2 separate regions of the Pan troglodytes genome follow, and region 2 is linked to region 1. The links are chromatin contacts, called in public Hi-C maps. All regions are on one chromosome and are shown on one strand. Each heading gives the region's core, a stretch centred on a gene start, on an enhancer-like site or on the middle of the called end of the contact. The rest is flanking DNA. Distances are from core to core; before and after follow the strand shown. Region 1 holds the start of MFGE8 (milk fat globule EGF and factor V/VIII domain containing). Region 2 holds the start of ABHD2 (abhydrolase domain containing 2, acylglycerol lipase).

The links. A called contact is a pair of places that touch in the nucleus more often than the background predicts.
Region 2: a contact with region 1 is called in a Hi-C map of stem cell-derived neural progenitor cells, with 2.4 times the contacts expected there. The contact joins the promoter of ABHD2 here to the promoter of MFGE8 in region 1. A contact is called at or near these places in 1 of 7 Hi-C or Micro-C datasets (stem cell-derived neural progenitor cells) and 1 of 1 datasets of contacts at active chromatin or transcription factors (stem cell-derived excitatory neurons).

What each region holds. Positions count from the first base shown.
Region 1 is chr16:80,704,923-80,712,365 of NHGRI_mPanTro3-v2.0_pri, forward strand. MFGE8 (milk fat globule EGF and factor V/VIII domain containing) reads right to left here and starts at 4,042. Exons shown (of 8, transcript XM_001165898.8): 1 at 3,820-4,042; 2 at 423-554. The coding sequence starts at 3,892.
Region 2 is chr16:80,883,136-80,890,578 of NHGRI_mPanTro3-v2.0_pri, forward strand. It overlaps ABHD2 (abhydrolase domain containing 2, acylglycerol lipase), which reads left to right and starts at 4,295. Exons shown (of 12, transcript NM_001280039.1): 1 at 4,295-4,436.

The sequences.
Region 1 (7,443 bases), core at 2,792-5,291:
TTACTGAGTTCCTGGGCCTCAAAAGACTAAGAACGTGTTTGTTTTCCCCTCTTAGGTAGAAAAATCCTTGTGACTTAACCCTAATGCTGTGTGTCTGGCTCATGGTGACTCAAGAAACAGCACTCCCGTGACCTCCAGGGTGACCACAACCCCTCACTCCTCTGCATCAGCATCAGGCCTGGCCGGCAGTCTCAGGAAAGAGGGCCAGGCAGAAAGAAGGAAGAAACAACAGGACCCTTTTCCCCCCTCGGTCTAACTGAGGCTCTGTCTCTCTCTCTCAGTCTCCCCAGAGGAGGCCTTGACACCTCCACTGGGGTGGGGATCACAGGGAGAGAATAAGGCCAGCATATGGCCTATGCCACCAGGGCTGTGGCTCAGGGTCTACTGCTAGAAACAGGCAACAAGCACCCCCAGATACTCACTCGTCTCACAGTGGTTGCCCGCGTAGCCCTTAAGGCACGTGCAGGTGTACGAGGGGAAGACATCTCCTCGCACTTCTTGGGAAATCTCCTCGCATAAACCACCGTTGTGGCAGGGGTTTTTGGAACAGATATCTGGGGACAGAGACAGGTAAGATGAGCAGATGATCAGGAAGGAGCTGGGGACACAGGTGAGAAGTAGCAGATGGGTCCAGCCCAAAAGGACCCTCCACTCAAACTCAGCCCATTATCTCTTCCTCTCCCTCTTCCCCCGTGTGCTGGATGGAGCCTGAGTCCGCCTAGAGCCAAGGAAGTCCATGTGTAGGCGAATCGGCCCACATAAGGGAAGCGCCCAGCTTTCCAAGTGGCCTGGGAGTGTCCAGAAAAGTGCTGGCTGACAATGGCAGTGGTGCTGGGGACCACTGCCCACTGGTGGAAGAGCTGGCAGCTGGGGTCTGGAGAAGCAGGCAAGGTCCAGGGCAGGTCTCTTGGCAGCAGTTTGATTGCAAAGGAGGCCCATGAGGACTTTCAGGCAGGGGCAGTGGAAGGAAGCATTGTCCTGGCCCATCGAGCAGGTTCCGCCCACCAATTCAGGCACAGGTTGCAGTCACAGATGTCACCTCCAACGGCAGCCCTGACTCAGGAACAGCACGATGATCATCCAGGAAACACTGGGAGGGCCAATGACCATGCTAGGCCCCTGAGACAGAGAAATCAGATGCAGCGCAGGCCTCAAGAAGCCAAGGGGAAAGAGGCCAGCAAGTCCACAGATGAGGAAGATTGCCCAATGCTCCAGAAGCCTGCATGGACCGTCACTGGAGGCATGATTTCTGCTGGGGAATTGGAAGTTCCCCAGAGGAGGGAATATTTGAGCTGGGTCTAGAAGACAAAGTAAGGGGGGTGCCAGACTGGGCAATGAGTAAAGAATGTTCCAAGAAAAGCAGATGCACAGAGGGTGTGGTATGTTGGAGCACAGTTAGATGCAGCTGGAAGGGTAGGCTGGGGCCAGACTGGGAGGGATCTGAAGAATGACAAGTTTAGTTTTTCATCCTGTAGAGCAGTGGCTTTTAACCTTCCTTCACCCTCCTCACCACTGTCCACCAGGGGGGAGAAAAAATAAAAATAAAATAGTCAGTTCCAATTGCAGGATGAAGAAGGCTGAAAAGGCCCATGTGCAGACATGCCGCTGAGCTCCCCCAGGGTGGGGAGCATCTGGTAGCTGCAGACAGGTCCCTCTGGCTGAAATGCAGAAATCCCACTGAAGAGGGTGAAGGTGGAGAGCAGGAGAGCATGGTGAGAGAGGAAGTCAGAGCAGAGAAGTGAAAAGGAAGGGTGATTTCAGAACCACCAGGGGGCATGGGCTGGAGAGGCCACCAGGGCTTCTGGATGGGAACCTGGATGACAGATGTACACTATCAGCCCCGGTGGTGGAGAACACAGGAGAAGGAACAGGAGGGCCTGTCCTCAATCCCTTGACTCTGGTGGGTCGGCCGGGCCCAACAGGAGTCCTCTAGCCGACATTAGCATCCCAGAAGGGCTGCCCCAGACCCTACACCCAAATCTGTCATTTGGAGCAAGACATGAGACATCTTTTTGCTTTGGCTGGGTGTGGTGGCTCACACCTGTAATCCCAGCACTTTGGGAGGCCAAGGTGGGAGGATCATGAGGTCAGGAGATCCAGACCATCCTGGCTAACACGGTGAAACCCCATCTCTACTAAAAATACAAAAAATTAGTCGGGCCGGGCGTGGTGGCGGGTGCCTGTACTCCCAGCTACTTGGGAGGCTGAGGAAAGAGAATGGCATGAACCCAGCAGGCGAAGCTTGTAGTGAACCGAGACCACGCCACTGCACTCCAGCCTGGGCGACACAGCAAGATTCCATCTCAAAAAGAAAAAAGAAAAAAAAAACCCTTTTTGCCTCCCCCTCAGAGTCACCCATCTAAGGCTGGAGAGTCCTCCTGAAATCTCAAAGCCCCTTCATCCCACTCCAGGGAAGGCAACAACACCATTAATGAGCGATCTGCCCTCAGAGCTCCCCCTCCACGGGCCTCCGGAGCTTAAAGTGGCTCCCAAGGAGCTATTAGTCATTGGCTTTAAATAGCAGGTAATCCTTCCTCTGACCTGGCAGGCAGGGGCGAGCATTGACACAGACAGAGGCTTGGGTTGGGAATGGACTCTTCCCTCCCAACTGCACCGGCCCTCTCCCTACACTGCTCCAGGGCAAAACGGTCCAGTGGGAAAACGGGAAAGTGAAAGGTGTACTCTACCCAGCCACGTTACCTGTGTGGAAGATAGGTATGGTGTTTCCTCCTTCTGGAAAAGGCCAGATCACCCTGTATAAAAACATCTTTGGGACTTCAGAGTCCTGCTCTTTCGGGGACTTTCCAGTAACATTTGGCCAGAGTTCAGGTTGGGGGGTACAGGGAAGAGTAGAAAGGGGCTATGAAGATCCAGCTGTCTTTCATGGTGGCCGGGGAGGGCCAGGAGCTCCCAAGTTCCTGGGAGCTTGGAGCACTCTGGAAGCTCTAGCCCCGAGGGTCAGGCAGATCACAGGACATAGGGCTGGGGCTCAGCTGTTACCTACCTTGCTTCAGTCAATCCCATTTCTATGAGAAAATGATGGAGGGGCCGCCTAAAGAGTCCTGGCCCTGACCCCCTCCCAGCGCTCCACGGTGAATGGCACGGGGCATCCGCAAGTCCAGCCTGCAAGGGGCCCAGCTGGCCGCCGGAGGCCTCCTGGGAGGCGGAGGAGGACCAGGGAAGATACAGCAGCCGGCCAAGGCCGCGGGAGGGAGGGAGTCAGGAGACTCCCATCAGCAGGCAGCCCTCTTCCAAGTTCCTCGAAGCCTCTGGGTCCCCTCCCGGGCCCCGCTTACGGCCTGCGTCCATTGCACCGACTCCCCAGCCCTTCCCTTATGTGACCAGGCACGGACAATTGGGAGCGCAAAAATCCAATGAACTGTCCAGCCAACTGGAGTTGGCAGGGAGATGGCCAGGACAAAGTTATCCAGACAAGACTTATCCATACTAGAGTCCTAGAATCTCCCAGGTGGAAGGGGTTCGAAAGTCAAACGCAGTTCCCTGGCCTCATTTTTCACCAGGGAAAAGAGAGGCCCGACACAGCGGATTCCTTTGTCATTATCTGTAAGCCGCATCCCTGGGGGCGGCAGGGCTGTCACCCGATGTCCCGAGTCCCAGCCCAAAAGCCCCAGCGCAGAGACAGCAGGGCCGCATCCCCCTGTCCCGCCAGGGCGCAGCGGAAGAAGCCGCCCCTCTGCCCGGCCCGGTCCCCGGGGCTTTGTCTAAGTTTGTCAACAGTGGAGGTGGAGGGCGGGCGCCGGGCAAACTTCCGAGCGGCGCGGGGAGGAGGGGCGAGGGGCAGAGGCGCGATCCACTCACCCAGGGCGACGAGGAGGCTGGGGGCGCAGAGCAGCGCGCCGCACAGCGCGGCCAGCAGGCGGGGGCGCGGCATGCTGCGGGGACGGGGGCGCTGGAATGGGCACGCCGGGCTGCTCAGACCCCGCGGGGTTCTGGCGCCTTCTCCTCCGGGACCGGAATAAATCAGGCGGCTCAGCACCTCCCACTGGCCGTGCGCTCCGCCCAAGCTGGCCAGAGGCGGACTGGGGGCGGGGCTCCGCGGCTGCGAGGGAATTGGTTGAAAGGAATTGGGGGGCGCGGGGGTGGTCCGCGATATCTGCCTCTTCCGCCACTGCCACACCGGCGTCCCGCGTCGTGCCAACGGCCCGGTCACGAGTCTTGAGTCTGTTGGGCGGGAAAAGTTCAGGAGTTTTGTTTTTAAGATTTTTAGACTTGAAAAGATGCTAACTCTTTATTCATAATCAGATAGATGCAAATTAAAACTACAATGAGCATCGTGTTTCCCTTCTCGGATCGGCAAGTATCAAGATGTTAACAAGGTTAGTGGAGGCTGTGGGGAACAGGTCCAAGCATGTTTCGCTGAAGACAGTATAAATTAGTTCAACTTCCCTAGAGGGCTATTTGGAAACACCTATCAAAACGACAAATGCTGACACCTTAAGACCTAGCATTTCCACATAGAGAGATTCATTCTACAGAAACTCCCATGTGCAAAATGACAGATATACAAAGATAGCATAGCAACATTGTCTGAAATGGTAAAATACTAAAAAAAAAAAAAAAAAAAAAAAAAAAAAAAAAAAAAAAAAAAAAAAATCAGCAAAGATTTCTGTAAAGGACCTAATAGAAAATGTTCTCTGATATGTAGGCCCTGAGTCTCTGTAGCAGCTATTCATCTCTGCCTTTGTTGCAAGAAAAGCACCATAGACAAAATGCGAGGAAATGGGCACCTGTTTGCCGAAAGGGAATAAAACAAAGCAATCCTGTCACCGTTGACTTTTTACTAAATGATTTGTACTTATCATGTGCAAATATTACCTGTTTACAAATAAGTGATTTTAATAATAGTGTTTTGGCTGGGTGCGTTGGCTCACACCTGTAATCCCAGCACTTTGGGAGGCCGAGGCACGTGGAACACCTGAGGTCGGAGTTCAAGACCAGCCTGGTCAAGATGGTGAAACCCCGTCTCTACTAAAAATACAAAAATTAGCCGGGCGCAGTGGCAGGTGCCTGTAATCCCAGCTACTCGGGAGGCTGAGGCAGGAGAATTGCTTGAACCCAGGCGGCAGAGGTCCCAGTGAGCCGAGATCATGCCACTGCACTCCAGCCTGGGTGACAGAGTGAGACTCCGTCTCTAATAATAATAATAATAATAATAATAATGCTTCAGGCCGGGAGCGGTGACTCAAGCCTGTAATGCCAGCTCTTGGGGAGGCCGAGGTAGGCGGATCACTTAAGCTCAAGAGTTCGAGACCTTCCTGGGCAACATGGCAAAACCCTGTTTCTACAAAAAAAGAAATACAAAAGTATTCCAGGCGCATGCCTGTAGTCCCAGCTACTCAGGAGGCTGAGGTAGGAAGATCGCTTGATCCCAAGAGGTCGAGGCTGCAGTGAGCCACGATTGCACCACTGCACTCCAGCCTGGGCAACAGAGCGAGACTGTCTCAAAAAATAATAACAATAGTAATAGTAATAAGTGTTTAAGTCAGACTAGCCAACAAACAAAATAGAACAGTCACACATCTCCCCTCCTAGCTGTGTTGAGACCTAAGTTGGGACTAGAGTCCACTGGCAAGATGCCCTTCTTAAAATATTCAGAAGGGGGTACTGGGCGTGGTGGCTCATGCCTGTAATCCCAACATTTTAGGAGGCCGAGGCAGGCGGATCACGAGGTCAGGAGATCGAGACCATCCTGGCTAACACGGTGAAACCTCGTCTCTACTAAAAATACAAAAAAAAATTAGCCGAGCGTGGTGGTGGGTGCCTGTAGTCCCAGCTGCTCAGGAGGCTGAGGCAGGAGAATGGCGTGAGCCCGGGAGGCGGAGCTTGCAGTGAGCCGAGATCGCGCTACTGCACTCCAGCCTGGGCAACAGGGCAAGACTCCGTCTTAAAAAAATATATATATATATATATATATATATGGGGAAAAGACATATAGTATCAACTCAATAATCACAGAAAAAGCATTTGATAATATCCAACACCTCTTCGTGATAAAACACTCAACAAACTAGAAGTGAAAGGGAGCTTCCTCAACCTGATTTTTAAAAATCTATGAAAAACCGATGGGTACAGTGGCTCACGCCTGCAATCCCAACACTCTGGGAGGCCTAGGCGGGCAGATCAGCTGAGGTCAGCAGCTCAAGACCAGCCTGACCAACATGGTGTAACCTGGTCCCCACTGAAAATACAAAAAGTAACCAGGCATGGTGGTGCACACCTGCAATCCCAGCTACTCAAGAGGCTGAGGCACAAGAATCGCTTGAATCTGGGAGGCGGCAGTTGCAGTGAGCCGAGATTGCACTCCTGCTCTCTAGCCCGGGTGACACAGTAAGACTCTGTCTCAAAAAAAATAAAAATAAAAATAAATAAATAAATAAATATATATATATATATGAAAAACCCATAGCTACTATCATACTTAATGGTGAAAAACTGAATGTTTCCCCTAAGCTCAGGAATAGGACATGGTGTTCTGCTCTCATCACTTCTATTTCATCACTGTGCTGGAGGTTCCAGCCAGGACAATTACGCAAGAAACAGAAAATACATCCCCATTGGAAAGGAGGCAGTAGAACTATCTCTATCTCTACTTACAGATGGCATGATCTTGTATATAAAAAACCCTAAAGAGCCAAGCGCAGTGGCTCATGCCTGTAATCCCAGCACTTTGGGAGGCTGAGGTGGGCAGAACACCTGAGGTCAGGAGTTCGAGACCAGCCTCAACATGGAGAAACCCCGTCTCTACTAAAAATACAAAATTAGCTGAGCGTGGTGGTGCATGCCTGTAATCTCAGCTACTCGGGAGGCTGAGGCAGGAGAATTGCTTGAACCTGGGAGGCGGAGGTTGCGGTGAGCCGAGATCGCGCCATTGCACTCCAGCCTGGGCAACAAAAGCGAAACTCCATCTCAAAACAAAACAAAACAAAAAAACAACCCTAAAGAATCCACATACACACACACACAAAAACACACAACTATTAAAGATAATAAATGAGCTAAGCAAGGTTGCAGGATACACAATTAATATACAAAAATCAGGTGTATTTCTTACACTAGAAATAAACAATCCAAAAACATAATTTTTAAAAATCCCATTTACAATAGGATTAAAAAGAATAAAATACTTAGGAATAAATTTAACAAAAGAAATACAAGACATGGCGGGGCACGGTGGTTCATGCCTGTTATCCCAGCACTTCGGGAGGCCAAGGTGGGTGGATCACCTGAGGTCAGGAGTTCAAGACCAGCCTGACCAACATGGCGAAACCCTGTCCCTACTAAAAATACAAAAAGTAGCCAGGTGTGGTGGCTGGCACCTGTAATCCCAGCTACTTGGGAGGCTAAGGCAGGAGAATCGCTTGAACCTGAGAGGCAGAGGTTGCAGTGAGCTGAGATCGTGCCACTGCACTCCAGCCTGGGCGA
Region 2 (7,443 bases), core at 3,045-5,544, 180 kb after region 1:
AACCTTAACTCGGTCCTCAAACCGTTTTTGGTAACCATATTCGAAAGGAAAAGTTTCTCGCACCAGGTGGTGAGTTTTTGCTAGTGTAAAAAAAAAAAAAAATCCTACATGTGTTGGAGAGTGTGTATATAGGAACTGTCTGTACTTTCCACGTAATTTTGTTATAAACCTAAAACTATTTATTTATTTAGAGACAGAGTCTCCCTCTGTTGCCCAGGCTGGAGTGCAGTGGTACGATCTTGGTTCACTGCATCCGCCGCCTCCTAGGTTCAAGCGATTCTCCTGCCTCAGCCTCCCAAGTAGCTGGGATTACAGGCACACGTCACCACACCCAGCTAATTTTTGTATTTTTAGTAGAGACGGTGTTTCACCAATTGACCAGACTGGTCTCAAACTCCTGGCTTCAAGTGATCCGCCCACCTCAGCCTCCCAAAGTGTTGGGATTACAGGCATGAGCCACAGTGCCTGGCCCTAAAACTGCTTTAAAAAATAAAGTCTATCTATATTTTCTAAAAATCCTGAATCCTGTGATCACTACTTCTGAGGGCTAGAACTTAGAAAATGAGTGAGGACCTTAGAGGAAGGTTCTGAAATGGGCTCCTATAATAGCTGTGGCAAACATTTATTAAACATTTTTAGGTATGTGCCAGGTACTGTTTGATGCACTTTGCATCTGTGAACTCATCTGCCACTCAAAGGACCCCATGAGACAAGCACTTCACTGTCCTCTGCATTTTACAGAAGAAAGTAGGGCACAGAGATGTGCTGTACTTGCCCAAGGTCACAAGGCTAGGAAGGATGGAATCAGGATCCAAGCCCCAGCAGTAGAGCTTCCAAATCCCCTTTCTCTGAACCATCCCCCGAGGACACAGAATAACAAAAATGACAAACTGAGTGAATTGCTGATTTTCCTTAAAAGAATAAATAGAACACATTATCTGCTCCAACCACTGCTCCCTGCTGTCTCCCAGAGTACCTTGACTTTCTCAGGTTAGGAAATCCTGCAGAGGCCCCAGTTGAGTTAGAAGCAGTTCTACTTTAATGAAGTCCTGCAGCTTTGGCCATCCCAGAAGGTGACTGGGGCATACCCTCTCCCTTGTTCTTTTTTATAACAAGGTACTGTCACGGTTTTGAAAATTCACTTTACAGCCACATCCCAACACCTGCTTATCTCAGGCCAAGGCTCACCAAATCCTCAATCCCAACGGGCCACTAAACTTGAAGGCAAAAATAAGTCCATTTTGTCTCCTAAATGGCCTCCCTCAGAAATGATTTATAGAATGAAATAATATGATTAAACAGAATATGGCAAGACTGCAAGCAGAAGGGAGGAAACAGAAACCAGAGACAATTAAGGAAACAGTTCTGTGTGCTGGGAAATGATAATGGATCATTCTTTAAGCCTGCCAGAGCTGCAGAGAAGATGCCCGGATCCTTTTACTCTTCCTCCTCTTCCTGAGCTCAGTCTGTGCCTCTTTTTGAGCCTCTGTGACATAATTGTGTTTTAGAATTCCTGAACTGGAAAGATGTCCTTTTCTGGAACTGGTGGCTGAACCTATGTTCCTGAGATGGGAGAAAAAAGCCATTTACACAATGGCGAGCCCATCTGCAATCTACTCCTAACAGCTGCTTTTTGTGGCTCTGAATCAAGTTGGAGAAATCATCCTGGATCTCAGGAGCCACTTCATGCTTTTCAGGGCCTAACAAGACATCTCAGTTTCCCTTAGCAAACACAGGCAGAAGCAAACCTGTATTGGGCTGGGCCTATTTCCGTAACATGCATGCAGCCATGTGTATGGCTACCAAGCAGCACTGTTTAAAGACAAGAACCAGAAAACTGTGGATCAGAACCAAATGTGTACATAGATATGTGTACACACCCCTCCAAAACTAGTGACAAATCTTTTTTGTTTTTTTTTTTTCTGAGACAGAGTCTCACTCTGTCATCCAAGCTGGAATGCAGTGGTGCAATCTCACTGCAGCCTCTGCTTCCTGGGTTCAAACGATTCTCCTGCCTCAGCCTCCTGAGTAGCTGGGATTACAGGTGTGTGCCACCATGCCCAGCTAATTTTGTATTTTTAGTAGAGATGGGGTTTCACCATGATGGCCAGGCTGGTCTGGAACTGCTGACCTCAGGTGATCCTCCTGCCTTGGCCTCCCAAAGTGCTGGGATTACAGGCTTGAGCCACTGTGCCCAGCCTATTTTTTAGATTATTATTAATTTTTAATTGACAAAATTTGTATATATTTATGATGTACAACATGCTTTACTTATTTATGTTTATCATGTTATTATGTTTATTTGTCAAACAAGGTCTCACTCTGTGGCCCAGGCTGGAGTGCAGTGGTGCGATCACAGCTCACTGCAGCCTCAACTTCCTGGGCTCAAACAACCCTCCTGCCTCAGCCTCCCCACTAGCTGGGACTACAGGCATGCACCACCACATCGGGCTAAATTTTAAATTTTTTGTAGAGACGGGGTCTCACTCTGTTGCCCAGGTTGGTCTCAGACTCCTGGGCTCTGCCTCAGCTTCCCAAAGTGTTGGATTACAGGCGTGAGCCACTGTACCGGTCCATGTTTTGATACATGTATACATTGTGGGATAGCTATACCAAGCTAGTTAACATATGCATTACCTTATATACTTATCTAGTGATAATCTAAAGCTCTTTTTTGGAAGTCCAAACTGTTTTAACTCGGAGTCAGGATGATGGGGTTCATCACTAAGAGACTTTGCTACTGAAGCCTGGGTTTTTCTTTTCCAAGATGAAAGAGAATACAGAGGAATATATAAACACTGAGATGAAACCTTTTTTTTCAAGGTAACATGACAACTGAATGAAAAATAGAGCAATGGCAAAGGATTCTTTCTTCTCCTTCACTCTGATGTACCATGGCTGTGAGTTCTTTCAAAGACAGACACAAAGGGTCTGGGGCTACATTCAGGCCTGAGAAGCTATTTCTGTCCACACTCTGTGATGTCTACACCTTCAGAATGGGGAATGGGTTTCAGGGGTCTCTGACAGATAGAGCTCATGCAATGATTTCTGGTCCGGTGCTGATCAGCCTTCAAAGGATGTTATTTGGTTACGCTCCATAAAACTTGAGCCAGCCCATTGTTCCTTGTCACAACCTGAAATATGTTGGGAAAAATTTACATGGCAACAAATGCCACTTCCCTTCTCTGACTAAATCGCTCCTCTCATTTCATCCCCTGCTCCCTCTCTCCCAGCCCTATGGGGCCTTGGTAGGGTGGCCTTGTCTGCCCTACAGGGGTTGCATTTCAAGTCGCTCAAGTGTTCTATTCTTGGTACACGACATGCCATTGCAAAAGCAGTTTCAGGCTCATAGAATTTTAGAAATGGGCCTAGTTTCCCAGCCGGATGAGGTGAGTGGGTGATGGGGGAAGAATCAGCCTTGATTGAATGCCTGTTGAGTGCCAGCCACTGTTGGCATTTATCAGAGTTTATTTAATCTTCTCATCAACTACTATTGTCACCCTCAGTTGCCAAGTGAAGGGAGCATGCGGGAAGGTTAAGTGACTTGCCCAAGCCCACACAACCGGTAGGAGCCCCAATTCCAGGCCCTAGTTCCAAGGCTACATTCTTCCAGGCGGCCTCCAACTGGGTTGGTTAAGGGTTGAAAGGACAGTGGGACAATAACTGAGGCCCGTATTGCCCAGAGCGTCCCCATCCCCCGTCCGGAGCTGGAAGAGGCCATAGACCGCTGCCTCCACATCTTTTCCTCTCCTTCGGGTTCGGTGACTCACGACCCTTCTTCCTCTCTCCCGGGATATGACCTCAAATTTCACCCCTGCGAAATTTGAGTACACGTGAGTCAGTCAGTCGGCCTGGACCCATCAGAGCCGCAGCTGAGCTACCAGCAGCTGAGCTACCAGCCGACCTCATTCCTCTGAGCCCAGTCGACAGCTGACCTTACCCAGCCCTCTAAAGCAGTTTGCGGTCACAATTACCCCTCTCTTCACCCCGCCCCCATCGACATCAAACACGACCCACCTTCTAGCCCTCCTCCCCTTTCCCCGCCCACTCCGGGCTGGCCTTATCCAGTAGCGTCTGGGTCCCTGGACTAAAGCCGTCAAATGTAACCAGTTGCTGAGGAGCTCTCCCCTAAGAATCCCGCCTCCACTCTGAGGAACAGCTTCGCTGATCAATGGATCCCCTCCTAGACGCAATGAGCGCGCGGGGCAAGTGGAGAAGCGGCTGAACTGCCCAATGAACAAGCGGTTTCCGTGGTTAGGGGCGTGGCAGAAGCGGTCGTCAGGGGCGTGGCGGCAGTTACTTGGGCGGGGCCGGTAGCGGCGGGAGCTGCACTGGCCAGGGGTTCCGGCTGTATATCCATGAGCGCCGCTGGCAGCCGGGGAGCTGCAGGAACCAGACTGGGGGCGACCTGAGCACCTGTAGGCAATCACACGCAGGTAAAGCCACGGCCGAGCGAGCTCCGCGGAGCGGGGATCGCACCCCGGACCCGTCGAACCGAATCTCCGAGCCCCGAGGTCCCCGGCGTAGCTCGGCCCATCACGCCACAGCCTGAGGGGATCCTGGGGGGCCTGTCATCTGGCGCCGTGGGGGTCCCAGGGGCTGGCTTGCCCAGTGGTGGGGACAGCCCAGATCGCGGCGGGGGATACGCCTTCCTGAGGCCCTTTGTCCCCTTCTGCCCGAGGAACCGAGGTTGGGGACAACCCCGACCGCGGCCTTTCCCCCATTGGTGCTCACTCCTGGGTCTTCAGGGGCCTGGGGAGGGGTCTGCCGGTTCAGGCTTGGCGAAGAAGGTCCGGGATCCGCACCTGGAAGGAGAGGGCCGAGGGGCCTGATTACAGCCCGAGATACCCGAGAGGCCTCTGTGTTTCGGGGCTCCAGGGGCTCACGCAGGACCAGTGGGTTTAAGTTCTAGAAAGGCAGCTTTTGACCCACTTGGAAGCACATTTACCGAGTTCGGCCCCGCGACCGGCACTGTTCTAGGCCCTTCGTGAGCTTTCCCCACAGCTAGAGCTGTCCAGCAGCGCAGGAGGCTGCCTGCCAGGCCGGGCAGCTAGCGCCTCGACCTTGGCGATGTCCAAGCAGTGGCCTGATGACAGCCACCTGTGTGGGATGCTTAGGACCCCAAGGGAGGACTGCATGACCCATCTGTAAGGGCCTTCTCTACCCACAAATGCACTCTAAGTGGCCTTTGATGCCTAGCTTGAGAAGAGTACTTCTGGGCGTCCATTAGGTTCCAAGTGGCTGTTGAATTCACCCATAATGAATTTTGAGGTTTCAGCTCTCAAGAGTGGGTGTTAGCAAAGAGACTGGATTATACAAAAAGACAGAGGTTTATTTAGCCACTATGAAACTCCTTGTATTTGGACTACCATGGACCGCTCTCTTAATCTTCCCAATCTCTCTTTTTTGGTTGCTGGACCTCCAGTTTCTCAGTTTCACCTGCATTCCAGTAACCAAATCGAAAGGCATGTTCCAAGAACAGGCTCCACAGAGGGACCCGGAGAGACTGCAGGTTTGGCAGAGTCAACAAGATCTGTGCCCAGAGCTTTTCGAAGGCCGTTTCCTTACAGCCACGTTAAGCAGAGTCCAAAAGAGAAATCCTTCACTACCCTCTGTCATTTGCCGGAATAGAGAGAACATAATAATCTTCTGAAGGTCAGGAGGCAGAGAAAGAATCTTAACACACCTTGCTGTGTGTTTTAGGATGAATTAATCTTTGAACATCTAGTCAGAAAGCAGTCCATATACAGCTGGTAGTCAGCACGGACTGTGACATTTTAGAGCTGAAGGCACCTTAGATAGAGCTCATCTCTATCTAAGTCTAATTAGGTGGACTCTCATTCAGTCTCCTCAATGCACAGGTGAGGAAACTGAGGCCTGGGGTGGTCACAGGGCTGGTTGGTCATCACAGGCCCATGACTAAGGGTTGATCTCTTGACTGTATTTAGATCTAGCCAGTGCATGACTTATTTCACTCCAAGCTTAGTTTGCCCATTCTCAGTGTTTTAAGTTCTAGGGGAGTCCAGAGAGGTTAGGAGGACAGATTTTGGTGCCTGAGTGCCTGGATTTGAATCCCAGCCCTGCCTCTTACTGGCTGTGCAACCTTGGGCAAGCTACTTAACTTCTCTGTGCCTCTGTTTCCTCACCTCTAAAACAGAAATAATAATGATACTTATGTTAGAAGATTGTTTTGAGAAGTGCATGGAGTTACTACATCTGAAGCATTTAGAACAGTACCTGGCACAGGGTAAGCACAATAGATTTGCTAGATATGATATTCTGTTGCCTTTTTGTACATTTTTCTTCATATCCACCACCCAATACTCTATCAAGAGCTAATTTTTCCCCCAGTCCCCTTCCCCCCACCCCCAAATTCATTTAACATATTCCAGATTTCATTTTAACACAGACAGCTGCAAGGGGTTTCCAAGTCACGTTGCATTTTATACCTTACTTATTTTTCTGATTCAGGTAATTTAGTTTCTATGTTAGTTCCCCCTTGCAGTTACATTCTTCTTAGGCTCTGAACCCTTTAAAATTATCGTTAAAAGCAGGCAGTGAGGGGTGGGAATCCCTCGAAATGGTAAAGTCCTGGATGATACCCGTGTCCATGGTGTCCTTCCAAATATGTATTCCCTCTCTTCAGCCCTCCTCCCAAGCGATGAGTGTGATGCAGCTTGATTCTAAATGGATGAACATTTTTAGATTAAGATTTTATGAGCCACTGTATTAAGTGCTTTTCGGAAGTTCAGGGATCATGTGTCAACTGCATTTAAGGAAGTTACTTAGTCATTCGAGTAGGGGGAGCACCAGCAGCGCCTGCCTGGCCTGGCAGAAGCAAACGTGTGTGACTGATCCGTGCTGGCAATCTAGCTGGTTCACTGGTTTATCTGTGTTTTTCCTGTTCTTTTCCAAAGCTTGAAATAAACCAGATGGCAAGTACAATGGAATGGTCTTTTTCCTCTCATTTTAGTCAGGGTCGTTCACTTTTTTCCCTTTTTACTCTCACCTTCATTTCCTTTATCGCCTGCATGGGTCTGACAAATAGGCACTCTCACTGTGCCAGCCAATTCCCTTTTGATGAAAAGATGCCTGCCACTTTCATTTTTTGCAGGAATCCAGTCACCTTTGATTTTCTCTTCTGTTTTTACTTGTTTTCTAGATTGAACCAAAGATTATCACTTCATTAAATGGCACCTTCTCATGCTTTATTTTTCTTGAGTTGATTCTGAATTTCGGTTTTTGTTTAAGCTGTTCTAGAGATCAGCCATTTTAGAATAATAGTTTTCATTTCTTTGCTTGTGTATTAATATGGGCCCCTTTCTCTCTTTCTCACTCTCTTTTCTCAATATTTTGGTGGATGAGCTTCTCATTGGCTGTTACTCGTTGCTTTAAGCATTTACGCCTTTTCCTGGTAATCTCCGGCAGGACCCATAACCTCTG